Linked DNA regions of Mus musculus: regions 1, 2 and 4 are each linked to region 3. Evidence: chromatin contacts called from public Hi-C, HiChIP or PLAC-seq and promoter capture Hi-C data. All regions are on one chromosome and are shown on one strand. Each heading gives the region's core, a stretch centred on a gene start, on an enhancer-like site or on the middle of the called end of the contact. The rest is flanking DNA. Distances are from core to core; before and after follow the strand shown.

Region 1 (2,999 bases), core at 179-2,678, 1.1 Mb before region 3:
TTTACATTATAATTGACAACAGCAGCAAAATCACAGTTATTAAGTAGCAATGAAAATAATTTTATGGTTGGGGGTTACCAGAACATGAGGAACTGTATTAAAGGGTCACAGTATTCGGGAGGTTGAGAACATTGGTCTAGATAAATGTGAACTGGAAATAGTCCGTCACTGTGGCTAGAAGAGTTTCCTCTGTCTCTGTCTCTCTGTCTCTCTGTCTCTCTGTCTGTCTCTCTGTCTCTGTCTCTCTGTCTCTCTGTCTCTCTGTCTCTCTCTCTCTCTCTGTGTAAGTTTGGCTTTCTACATGGGTGCTAGAAATCTGAACTCAGGTTCTCCATGTTTGTGTGGCAATTGTTTTACTGACTGACTTTCACTATCTTCCCATCCATCCCTAGGTTCCTACGTTGTCAATGCATTTGGGTGTGGGTTTGATGATAATGGATTTGATGCTGATGGACTGGCTGGATGCATTTGGGTGTGGGTTTGATGCTGATGAGATGGCTACTTTCTGAAGTGTACAGATGGGCAAGTTAAAGGATGAGGGTGGCCATACTCTAGAGCAGCATTTGGAGCCTATAACCTTCCCTCCAAAATGCTGTCTCTAGACCATATACCCTTTTGCATTGGCTCCAGTCTCTCTGCATCCCCTCACTGTCTCCATTGCTCTTACTGAAGCTTGAGGTCTGAGCATCACCTCTGAACTCTTGAGTAAGCCTTCAGAGCAATCTTTCTCTATAGTTGACAACCAACAGTTTATCTTCCATGTAAAATTTCCATCGATGCTTTCAGACACACACAGTTCTACACGGGTATCTTCCACACTTGAAGTCTTTTTCTTGGATGGCATCTGGGAAAGGCTTTCCTTTGAACAGCAGCCCGCACCCCGCCCCACCCCTCTTTATTCTGCCATGTCTTTGTATCACTGTCCCAGCATTTGATAGTGTTGGACTTTATCTGGTTTGGCTTCCTGGATTTCACCCATTTTCCCCCACCACATAGGAAGCTCTTTAGAATTGGGATCTTCAAGGTCTGTTTTATTAGATCCCCCGCCCCCAATATCTTGCATGAAGACTCAGGAAAAGTTTGTTGCATAAATAATACGAGATGAGTCTCTCCGCTCGAACTCATTGTAGTTTTGGCATCAAACTCTGCTTGCCTGAATCTCCAGGGAGATGGTGAATTTATATCTATGTCCTTGCTCTCCAAGACAAGTCTGTCTCCTTCTTGAGGTCTGCTCTCTTGTAAGGTTAGCCTGCTTCTTTTAGGTGAACTCTAATAAAGTGTTGGTTACTGTTAACTATCAATTCCATAGAATCTCTTGAGAGATGGGCATGACGGTGGCAGTTAGCTTGATTATGTTACTTAGTGTGGGGAGACCCACCCACTGTGGGCTGCCCCATTTCCTGGCTGGGTCCTGGATGGTACTGTGGAGAAAAGAGCTGAGTCACAGCATTCCTCGCTCTCTGCTTCCTGATTGTGGGAACAACATCACCAGCTGCTTCAGGCTCCTGCTTGATTTCCCTGCCAGGATGGGCTGCCCATTTAACGATGAGCAAAAAGGAAACCTTTCCCTCTTCAGTTCCCTCTTCAGTTGCCTTTGTCCGTGTATGTTATCAGAGCCACAGGAAGAGAATCCAAGACACCCAGTGCAGGCATCTGTTTGCAGCTTCCTGTTTGAGGCAAACTCTGTGAAGCTTCTTTTAGATCCCTATGGATCTATTATTTCCTGCCCCATATTCTGGTTGCTTTTGTCTCTATGACAACCTGCCCCATCTATCTTTTGATGGATACTGTTTGGCTGCTAGATGTGAGTGGCATTGCCTAAAACATACAGACTTTAGTCACCAGGGTCAGCTTTTTGTGAGCAATGAGCTGACTTGACAGGAATTCAGAAGGCTGGCTCCTTTGCTTGCAGTGGAGAGAACCTTGGGAGTCTGTAGCTTATACTGTAGGTTCCCTGAGCAATCAGCTCAAAAGGCTCTTCGTGGGAATTTGGTGGGGCTTTGCCAGAAACCAGGCTCTGGCTTCCCTTTTCTCTCTTCCTGCATCTGCCTTACCAGTTTCTCTTGGGGATGGTTCCCTAACAAGTCCCTCACTCTGTAAGTTTCCTCTCTGGCTCTACTTCTATCTCTCTGCTAACATGCCTAATGTGCCACGCTTCCAATATCAGAGAGCTATCTGCCATTTCAAGACGGATATAATGTGACCAACAGCACTAGCAATGCCAGTGTTTCACACATATTGTTGTTGTTATTGTTTTGGTGTTGTCTAGGTCTCATGGGGCATCAGACAGGAAGACTTTGGAGGACCCTGAAATTTAAACCATGAAGGTCATTTATTATTTTGTTAACAAATGAGGCTTATACCTATTAAAGAAATCACACAAAAGGAGGAAACTAAGAATGCCCTCATGTGGGGGGGGTGCGAGGGGGGGGGGCCCAACAACCCAAAGCCCGGGACTGGGGAAATGATGTAGCTGGAATCTGGTCCCTAGAACTCACATAAAAAAGCTGTGTGGGATGCCGCACACTTATACTCCTAGTGCTGGAGAAGCAGAGACAAGAGGAATCTCCGGGGCTCACTGGACAGCCAGCATTGCCTACTTGCTGAGCTCAGCACCAGTGAGACATACTTTTTTATTTTTTGTAAGTGGTTGGCATCTGAAGACTGACACCTGAGGTTGTAATCTGTCCTCCATTCCCCGAGTGTACAGCCTTGCACTATAGCTGCATACACATAAACACATATAAGTGTGAGTCTACATTTTATTTTACAGACTGCTTATGAGTCTGTATTGCAAAGGAAGTTCACAATCAGGAAGTTCTACTTTAAGTTCCACTCTGGCAGATGTGCTTAGGTCCCCTGAAGTGATCACCAACAGGCCACCCATCTTTTCTATCTCACACAGACTGGTCTTCTGTAAGATCGGCACGTCCGGGTTGATACAGCTTTTGTCGTCCTCCTCCACCAGACGGTTCAATTAGTCAAAATTCTTTCTGCCC
Region 2 (3,271 bases), core at 176-2,675, 1.4 Mb before region 3:
ACTATCATTTTTCTCGAACACTGGTATATTTTATTTCTTGATACACATAAACCTAAGAAGCTACTATGATAGAAAATTTGATGTTATTTTATATAAACTGAGGAATCTGTATCATCTAACAAGGCCTTCTGTTGAGTCTATTCTCTTAATCTGTTTACTAAGTCTTAAGAGTGACTGTTTATAAAAACTGTGGCAATACTTAAGTGTATTTTACCAGTATGTGGGCAAATCAACCAGAAGCACTCCCTGTGCAAGCTAAGGGCCGTACCAGGATTCTACTTTTCGAGCTTCAGCTCCTGAACTGCTAATATGTCTGTGCAACACAGACCTGTGAAAGCCAGATTCCCCTGGCTTCTAATACCTGCATCTGAGGGCAGCACGGTGAGGGGGACATCTTTGGTTTCAATTTTTACAGAAGGCTCCAGCAAGGACTGCATTTTAATAGGCACTGGTGTCAGGGGGACTTTGGACAACCGTATCAACTCAGAAGGCGGAGGCCCCTGAAACTGGATACGGGCTCCAGGTGGGACGGTGTGGAGTGTCAAAGGGAACCTTAGGTCTTGCTGGTGTGGCCCAAAAGCACTAGGCGGCTGGGCCAGGATGGCCTCCTTGCTGCTGTGGACCAGGCCATTGGACGTGGCCTCCGTGCCCAGCCTACAATCGTCCCTGGGTCTGTCTGGCTCCTCCGTCTTGATGACTCCTTCTCCGATGGCCAGCAGGCTCTTGCCTTCCCCGCCTTTCAGCGCATCCCTCGGAGCCTCCTCTGCCTCCAGCTTGGCTTTCTTCTCATCGCTTCGGCGGCCGTCGAGGGCCTTCCCGGTGCCATCCAACTTGGCGGCCCTCGAGGCTCTCGGGCCGGCCTCGGTGGTCCTCCGAGATCCCACCGACAGGTCCAAGCCCGCCCCCAGCTCTTGCTTCTCGGCCTTGACGAGCAGCGTCCGGGGCTGCATGGGGTGCAGCTCCGGCCTGCAGGGGCCTCCGTCGGCCGCGGACTGCGGAGGCAACAGCAGCAGCTCCGGCCTCAGCTGCAGCAGGCGCGCCTGCGCGGACGAGGCGGCGGCGGCAGCGGCAGCGGCGGCGGCGGCTGCGCCCTCGTCGGGAGCCGGAGGCACCCCCGGTCCTCCGGGAGGCAGCAGCAGCACCTGTTCCGGCTTCACTTGCAGCAGGCGTCGCGTCCCTGCCGCCTGCGCACCCGCCGCCGCGGCCTCCCCGCACGACGAGGCCACCGCGGCCATGGCGGCCGTGGCCTGAGCCGACGGCGACTGGGAGCGCTCTGCGGCCGCGGCCCGGAAGGTGGCGGCCTCGACGGGCTGCGCGGGCGGAGCGGGGCGCAACGGGCGCGGAGGGGTGGGCCGCGGCGGTTGGCGCGGCGGCGGCGGCGGTGGCGGCGGTGGCTCCGGCCTGGCTCTCTCCATGGGGGAGGGGGCGGGCGGGCCGCGGCCGGGATTGTGAGCTCAGCCGTTTGTTGGCGGCCTCCCCCTCCCCCTTTCGGTTAAGACCCTTCCAAGGCCTTGGCTACCCAGAACCCTACGCGCTCCACAGACGGGCTCGCCTCGCCCAATCAGGAGCGGCCCGGTGTCTCCCGCCAGCCAATCACAGGCACGTTCCCCGGCTCCTCCCACCCTCCACACTAGCCGCGTGCGAGAACCCTGGAATCATCCGCCATAGACCGGGCCGAAGCTCCTTGTGTCCCATTTTCCACGCCTCTTCACTCTCCCTCTCTTCCGGATTCTCTTTAGGCCTTGACCTTGGTTACCCCGCCCCCTCCTGGAGCGCGACAATGGCGTTGCCCAGGAAACCCTTCTGTTCCACGCCTTTACCAAGGACCTCCAGGGATGAAGGCGTGGGCCTTTCTTGCGGGCTGGGCTCTCGGCCTTGTGTGTTCATAAAGCCGGAGTCTGATAGGGTCTTCTAGTCATTCTCAAGTATGGGGACACCTTGGAACTTATAACTGATCTTACTGGACCTGGTTTTTGACTAGGTATAACTATTTTACTAGTTGAATTTTCAGTCTGCTTCCAAGATGCGACCCAGATTCATCCACCTTTTGAGGTCCCACCCACCATTATCCTGCTTAGGCTTCCATTGTCCTTCTCTAATTCCATATGGATGTTACAGTTCTCCTGAAGTTTTGCTCTTCACCTATGTCCCACTACCTCCCGACTGCCAGTTGTTCTAAAAATACAAGTCAAACTGTCACATTTCCCCCAAATCTTTCTGCCGCTCCCACTGGTTATGAGATAAAAGTTCGAAATTCTTAACCCCGCAGAGCCTGATAAACCTGATTAGTAGCTTAGGCTATACCTACAGTTTGAGTTTTTTACACTTTCACCACATTGCTTCCCATGCTATTCTTTTTCATCACAGGACGCTTTAGCAAGTCAAGCATTTATGTCTCTTGTAACTCCCGTTTATTTTTCAACTTGGAGCTGAACCGGCATTTCAGAGAAAACCATGACAGCATTCGTTCGAATCTCTTTTATGCACTCACACCTGATCATGTCCTTTGAAGTGCTTTCTTTGTGTGATTATTCTGCGCCTCTTCCAGTTGATTGTTACCTCCTTTGGGAAAGAACTGCTTTTGTTTTGCTCATCATTGACTCCCCAGTGCCGACTGTTGAGTAATTGTGCAATAAATGCTTATTGAATAAAGAAATAAGAACTGCCACAGCATAATAAAATAGTAATACTATGTATATTAAGGGCTCATTTTAAGGTTTTTTTTCCATGTGTGTGCCTCTTCTTTTAAGAAGGAGTGTGTTTAGTTTTTATTCAATATTAGCAAGTAAATGAGAAATTATCAACATTTCCTGCATCACTAGACATCCTGACTAAAAGTTACAGCTCTATCTTGAGGAAGATAAACACTATAGCCAAGGCAATTAAAGATGAATTCTTTACTAAAAGTTAATGCTCTATCTTGAGGAAGATAAACACTATAGCCAAGGCAATTAAAGATGAATTCTTTCTAATGCTCTATAGTTCATACATCTATACATGGAAGAACACAACACAGATGGACAACTAAACCTGTAGATTGTGCTTAGGAGGTTCAGGCAAAAGGGTTGTTATAAGTTTGAGGCCAGCCTGAGTTATCTGTCAGTTAAAGTCCAACTTTGGCTACAATATGAGATTCTGCCTCAAATAGACCAAACTATACTAAACAAAACTGGATTTTTAAAAGCCTTGCTAGGTTCAACACCCTAGCATCTCAAAAAAAAAAAAAAAAAGTACTTAGCTTAAAGAATAGAACAGAATATAATTGTTACAC
Region 3 (3,286 bases), core at 350-2,849:
TGCCATTCTGAGAAATCCTCCTCACACATTCCAGAAACCCAAAGGGCCAAGGCTTCTTGGCTGAGAAGATCCGCGGGGGACTGGAGAATAGGATGCCCGGGGGCACCACAATGACAGCCCAAACTGCCGGACACTATCGGACAACACACACACACACACACACACACACACACACACACACACACACACACACTTTCGCTTCTAGCCTAGTTACCCAATTCACTCTCACTACCAACCACTCCCAACCCTGTGCTCATGGGGATGGAAACAGTATAGGACAGTTGTCCCTAGCCCTTCCCCCCAAAAATGGAAAGATGGAACTACTCCCCATTCCCCTTCTGCACCCTTTATGTCTAATGGAGCCTGGGCCCACAAAGTTTTCCCCGAAGCCCAGGTGGTGGCCAGCAATGAAAAGGGCAAGGTACCATTTCTCACTTGGGACTAGGAGCCCCTGGACAGGGCACTGGGTGTGTCCAGGGAAGTTCCTCAAGTTGGTCTCCAAGAGCATGGCCTCCAAATCACTCAGTGTAGGATCTGGAGAGTGGGAGAGGGACTGGGGAAGGCCAAGGTGACAGTGGATGAGGGTGGCTTTTAGGAGATGTGAAAATTAAAGTTGGAAATCACTATTCTACAGGCAGACTGAGAAAAACTGAAGGCTAAGAAGTGGAGAGAGGAGAGAGTAAAGAACCAGATAGGAGAAATAAGAGGAGACTCCAAGAAGAAAAATGGAGAGAGAGAGAGAGAGAGAGAGAGAGAAACGGGGGAGAGAGCCAGGTGAGGAAAGAGAAGAGAAAAACGAAGAGTGAAACTGAGAAAGAAGGGGGGAAAAGAGTGGAGAAGGACAAGAAAAAATTAAAGAAGGTAGAAAAGGGAAAGGAAAGATAGGGGGAAAGGAAAGAATTAAAGAAGGTAGAAAATAGAAAGGAAGAAAGGGGGAGAGAAGAAAATTAAGTAGGAAAAAAGAAAAGAGGGAAGAAGAAAAAGGAAAGAACTGAAGCGAAATAAAGGGGAAAGGAAGCGAAGAGAAGGAGAGGAAAAGGGAAAAATATAACCACACAGAAAAGAAAACAAGCGGTCAGAAAAGCGCAGCTATCCAACACCGAGCTGCAGAGACGCCTCTTCTGGGTTAAAACAAAACGAAAACACTCGCAGATGGGGCTGCGGAAAGTGCCGGCAAAGCTTGGGCTCGGCTCCCTCCAGCAGCTCGCTGATCTCTGGCCACCCGGCGACGAGTGCTGCGCAGCCGAGGAGCGCGGAGCTCGGGCGGCGAGCGCAGCGCAGCGGCAGACGCACTCGCGTGGCCAGGCCCCGGGTAGCCGCGCCGCCGTCTCCGGGCTCTCCCGCTAGCCGGTGGCCTCTCCTCCACGGTCCCCCAGCGGTACCCACCTCTGCGCCGCTGTGTTGGCGTCCAGCACCCCGGCGCCCTGCATCCACGTCCGCACCGCGTTCATGCCGCTGCCCAGCGGCTCTTCCTTCATACTGCTTCCACTCCGTTGGATGCTTTCCTGGATCCCAAACATGAAAACAACCTTTTCTTGTGGAAAAATCTCCTCCCCTTTGAAAATATTTGAAAAAAAAAAAAAGGAAAAAAAAAAAAAAACGCCAACCACAGATTTTTTTTTTTTTTTTTGAGTCGATGAGACTCGCGCTACATCAAGGCGGGCTGAAAAGCAAAATTTTTAAAAATGTAAACCTTCGCTCAAAACTGAGCGATAACAAGGAGGGGGGCGAGGGGAAAAAAAAAGAAAGGGAAAATCCAACGAAAAGACCAAAATTAAGAAAAAACAGAGATATATGCCTGGCTGTTGGGGGTTGTTTGGTTGGTTGGTTTTGAGTTTGGGTGCTTTTTTTTTCCTTTTTTTTTTTTTTTTTTTTTTTTTTTTTTGCTTTTTTTTTTTTTTTTGCCTTTTTTTTTTTCTTTTTGTAGTAATCACAGGCCGTTGGAGAACAGGAGGGGCTGGAGTTTCCTTTTGTAGCGGTACCTTCACTTGAAGAAGCAGGAAGAAAAAAAACCACCCTGATGACAATTTAAGAAACAATAGATACGACTCTCGAAGCCGGCTTGGCTACTTGAAGTGTCATTTTCCACAACCAGGCAAGTTTTTTTCTCTCTCTTTTTTCCTCCTCCTCTCTCAACCAAAGATGTTTCTTTCCTTTCCGTGCGTGTAGATGAGGACGCTGGTTGCTGTAGACAGATACACCGGAGGGGGGGGGGGGAAGGGGAGAGAGAGGGAAAGAGGAAGGGGGGAGGGAAAGAGATAGAAAAAGAGAGGAGAGGGAGAAAGAGAGGGGTGGACCCTGCTGGATGGAGATTCTGTTTTCTCCTTGCTAAAATAGAAGTGATTTGCAGGCTCTCCCTGTGGAATCCAGTTTGACTCTCCCCAGAGCTAAACACAGGCACACTAACCCCAAAGGGAAGGAGGCGGGGCCCTCGCAGCCTAGACACGCCCCTTCTTTGCATAACGTCATCCTTCCGCCTTATCACAGCCAATCGCAGCTCCCGAGCTGGCTTGTTCACAGAGCCTGGCCACACTCCCTCATTAACATCCTTCTCCTTGTGGCGCAGGGGAGCCGCCAAAGTTCCCGGCAAAGTGGCGAGCAAGGGATCTCTGAGCTCTAGCGTCTAAACTGGAAGGAGCGTGGCCTTAGAGAGCGAGAGAGGGGGCAGAGGGAAGGAGATGGAGGTATCCTGAGTCGAAGGGGTATGCACCATGGCAGTTCTTAAGCATCCCTTCCGAGCCCTGAGCGCGACGGAGGCGTACTGACTGCGTTCTCTTTGGGCAGACGCCTAGTCCCTTGCTTGCCTGTCCTGGGACTTCGGGGGCAAACGTGGAGGAAAAAAGGACTGACCAGGCAGAAAAGGCAGGATGCCCATCCCAGGTGTCCAGCTCTTCACTCTGAAACAAGGGTGGCGGGATGAACTTTATGTGCGCGAGATCGAGACTTGAGGGCACTCGGAAGACATTATCTCCGTGTCAGGAGAGGTAGAGAAACCTAAAGCCCCAACCAATACGACTTTAGTAGACCGCAAGGGAATGGGCATTCTAGACTCAGTCTTCAGCAGGCTTCTGAAATGCCTCTAACTCTGGTGCTAACCCAGACACGAATGCTGTTGGGCGCGGTTTTCACTCGGTCACTACTCTCCAGAAGTCCCTAAGAGTGAATGAGTCTCTGGGGCTATGCAGCCTGCGACTCTAAATATCTTCAGATCCTCAGTCCCTTCTCCTGCTCCGCAAAGTAGCTTTATTTTTCTTTAACAACTGCAGCAAGGGTGTTGCCTTCTCTG
Region 4 (3,111 bases), core at 611-3,110, 1.2 Mb before region 3:
AAAGTTCTTGGTGGCAACAGTCTTACACATCCTTGAGTAAATTGGCTCAAGGCTATAATCCACATTGAGCAAAACCAAGAAAAGACAGCAGGCTGGTTTCACTGTCCCTTCAGACTGCAGTATCGCACACTTGGTAGGGGGTGAGCTGGGGGTGGGTTTCTTAGTAATTTTCTTCAGCTATTCAGTCTTGGAATCAGAGGTGTGGCAGTTTTGTTAAGACCTCTTTCAACTTTTACACTAAGCTGGTATTCTCTTCCTCATATGATACACTGAAAACAGCCATGGATCTGTAAAAGAAATGACTTTTCTCTTTGGCAAAAAAACAGAGCTTACAAGTAATGAAATGGTCCCAGCTAAATGTCTGCACACTTAATGGGAAAACTGAATACTAAAACCACCAAAGCAAAATCTTTTCAGACTCGCAGCTTCTCAGTGAGGTTTCTCTTCCTCCAAAGTCAGTGGGAAAATTGTTCTCTTCAGAAGCACAGACAGGAACGTGTTGTATCACAAATCATCCTAAGGAAACGGAAGCCCCTGGCTCTTCACCCTCATGGACTAAGAGGGCCGCAATGATCTTCATCCTGAACTGGAGAAGACGGGAATTCTACAAAGTTAAGAACTTAGCTCTTTCGGTTCTGAAAACGGTACTCCTTAAGCACTTCCTTGGTAGCAAAGCACCATCAGAAGCGTCAGACAAGTTGCTTTAAAGAATGTTGTTTTCTGGGGTCAAAAAGAGCTTCTATACTTCCTGGTTTCAGGTTAGGTGGGTGGTTCAAAAGAACTGTTTCTTTACCACACTTATTGCATAATCACAAAAACCCAAAAAGGAAGAGGGCTGGTTAAATATTTAAAGTCTTATTTCCTGGTGACCTAAAAGACCTACTGTTATTTTCGATATGCTCAACTTAAAGTGCTAAGGGTTTCTGAGTATACTAAAAGCACTGAGTTATTTTACTCTGAAAGGAGTTAAAAACAGGTCAACAGGATATAAACTGGGCTTTTTTTCTTTTCCTTCACCCTTTAGAGTAATTTTTATTTACATGATTGCCCACCCCAAAAGGAAGTGTAGTGGTAAAGTTAGAGGAAAACAGTCACGGAAAGTTGTCTGGTCATCTGCTTTCACTTAGTGTGACAAACCCGAAGGGCGAGTCTCCTCTTGAGCAACTCCAGCCTGTCCACAGTGACCACTTGTTACACCTCCCACTCACTCCACTGCAGGTTCACTAGAAATTCAAAGGTGTCTACCAAGGTAAAGGGCATACCAGGCCAGGCCTAAGGTGTCTCCGAATTACACCACGGGGGTTACCGGGGACGGGAGCACGCGTCCCCTCGCCCCCAAGCCGGGCCTGGTGTCCAGGAGGCCAAACTCCAAGCTGGGTACGACGATCAAAGCATCTGTCTGCCCGGCGCGGGGTAGGGGCGCGGTGAGGACGTCCCGGGGAGCAGAGACCGGAGCAGGGAGGGGGGTTTTGAGCCGCCAGAGGCTCGGAGACCGAGGCCCAGGCCCGCCGCGGCCGCCGCCTTCACCAGGCCGCAGGGCGGGGGGGCGTGCCGCGTGTCCCCGCGCGCTGGACCACCGTGCGCACGCTCCCCGCCCCCGCCGCGGGGCCGGCCGCAACTGCCCCCCGATACTCACGCTTTGTCCACCAGCTCCCGCACCTTCCACATGTTCAGCATCGCGCCCCGCGCGGCCCGGCCCGCCGCCGCCCGCCGCCACTCTCCACGGACCCCGGGACGCCTCCGCGCCGGGGCTGGTCCAGGTCCGGGTCGCCGCCGCCACCCACCGCCGCGAACTCTCCCTAGCCGGAGCTCCTTCTCCCGGCCACAGCCACGGCGCCGCCAGTGACACGTCGAGACGCGGCCGCACCGGCGCTGCGTGGGGCGGAAGTGGCCGGCTTTCCGCCCGCGCCGCGCGCCGCACGCCGGGAATTGTAGTCCGCGCCCTGCGCCCCCGGAGCGTGAGAGGGCTGAGATCGCTGCGGTTTGGGGACCTCTGACACAGCCTCCGCGTGATTGCCATCACAACAGTTGCAAGACTTACTCGCGCTCACCTTCTTCAGATGTACACATTGATGCTAAGCACGATTACAGAGTGTGATTGGCGTGCGTGTTCTTCATCTACGCACGTGTTTCTGCATTTGCTTCCAAACATATAGGCGTCTATACATCACTGAACCTGGGATTCCAGCCCTGACCAGTGTAGAATTTTATTCTAAATCCTTCCCCACTCTAGTTTTATGATACAATGATTTTATCTGTAGACAGCTACCTAGTACCCTCGTTAAGATAGTTTGTAACAAGCCTCAGAAACTTAGTTCACATTAGTTGGGAAACCAGAAAGCCACCAGTACTCATACACAGCATACCTATATGTGTTTTATGTGATATACCCAAGAACTCTGTGGCTTTGGTTTCTAAAAGCATACATAATTTTTGAGATCTGCTAAAGTAATTTCCACTGATCAGGTTTTTCACTTAATATGTCAGTCAAAACTTGTGATAAAACTTGAAGTAATACTACATTTTGTTTTAGGCAATTCCTTAATTTTTATAAGTTTTACCTGCCCTGGTTGCAGACTGCTTTAATCCTAGCACTCAGAAGGCAGAGGCAGGCGAATCTCAATGCGTTTGAGGACAGTCTAGTTTACATCAGAAGTTCCAGGTCAGCCAGGGTTACACAATAAGACCTTAATTTTTAAGTTATAATTAAAACCTTTAATTAAATGTTATTTATTTGTAAAGAAATAAAATAAAAATTACTTAAATGTTAAAATAAAGTTATATATGTAAATATATATGTATTTATACATATACATTTTTTTAATTAAAAAATAATTCTGCCACTATTTACTGAGCATCTTCAGGGTGTTACAAGCGAGGACTACAGCTGGGGCTCAAGTTCCCTGGGAGCTTAAAGGTCACTGGAGGAGGGACATAACAATCAAGAAAATATTTAATTAGAGAGAATAAGTGCTTGTCAAAACCAAGAACATAATGTTACAGACAACAATGTCAGAGGAAAAACAGCAGAATATTCAGGGCTCTTTGAGGAGATTGAATGTATGCTAAAACTGGAACAATACAAAGGAACTGGCCCTAAGAAGATCAAGA

What was found. Promoter capture Hi-C pulls out the DNA fragments that hold promoters and counts their contacts. A called contact is a pair of places that touch in the nucleus more often than the background predicts. HiChIP or PLAC-seq counts read pairs in DNA pulled down with a chosen protein or histone mark.
Region 1: a contact with region 3 is called in an H3K27ac HiChIP or PLAC-seq map of microglia, with 6 times the contacts expected there. The contact joins the enhancer-like site here to the promoter of Ebf1 in region 3. A contact is called at or near these places in 11 of 39 promoter capture datasets (the 3T3-L1 cell line, 3T3-L1-derived adipocytes, the C10 cell line and 6 more), 1 of 15 datasets of contacts at CTCF or cohesin (large pre-B cells), 7 of 484 Hi-C or Micro-C datasets (CD4 T cells, LSK cells, cerebral cortex and 3 more), 15 of 115 datasets of contacts at active chromatin or transcription factors (the NIH/3T3 cell line, craniofacial prominence, embryonic fibroblasts and 10 more) and 6 of 9 other capture datasets (adipose tissue, embryonic stem cells, embryonic tail and 3 more).
Region 2: a promoter capture Hi-C map of cranial neural crest shows a contact between it and region 3. The contact joins the promoter of Sox30 here to the promoter of Ebf1 in region 3. A contact is called at or near these places in 2 of 39 promoter capture datasets (cranial neural crest and liver).
Region 4: a contact with region 3 is called in a Hi-C map of B cells, with 12 read pairs. The contact joins the promoter of Clint1 here to the promoter of Ebf1 in region 3. A contact is called at or near these places in 2 of 39 promoter capture datasets (both in embryonic stem cells), 1 of 484 Hi-C or Micro-C datasets (B cells), 8 of 115 datasets of contacts at active chromatin or transcription factors (the 230-238 cell line, embryonic forebrain, embryonic stem cells and 3 more) and 1 of 9 other capture datasets (embryonic stem cells).

Annotation. Positions count from the first base shown.
Region 1 is chr11:45,698,075-45,701,073 of GRCm38.p6, reverse strand. The region is part of intron 3 of Gm39816 (a long non-coding RNA gene); the gene reads left to right. Among named protein-coding and RNA genes, the nearest start is that of Gm35282, 4.2 kb to the left of the region's middle. Within about 2 kb of position 1,428, at least 6 of the 459 cell types and tissues checked have an H3K27ac peak or open chromatin away from gene starts, as enhancers often do. A contact at or near this core is called in microglia, where this site is marked.
Region 2 is chr11:45,978,464-45,981,734 of GRCm38.p6, reverse strand. It overlaps Sox30 (SRY (sex determining region Y)-box 30), which reads right to left and starts at 1,425. Exons shown (of 5, transcript NM_173384.2): 1 at 362-1,425. The coding sequence starts at 1,415.
Region 3 is chr11:44,616,413-44,619,698 of GRCm38.p6, reverse strand. It overlaps Ebf1 (early B cell factor 1), which reads right to left and starts at 1,599. Exons shown (of 16, transcript NM_007897.3): 1 at 1,387-1,599. The coding sequence starts at 1,520.
Region 4 is chr11:45,850,718-45,853,828 of GRCm38.p6, reverse strand. It overlaps Clint1 (clathrin interactor 1), which reads right to left and starts at 1,860. Exons shown (of 12, transcript NM_001045520.4): 1 at 1,637-1,860. The coding sequence starts at 1,677.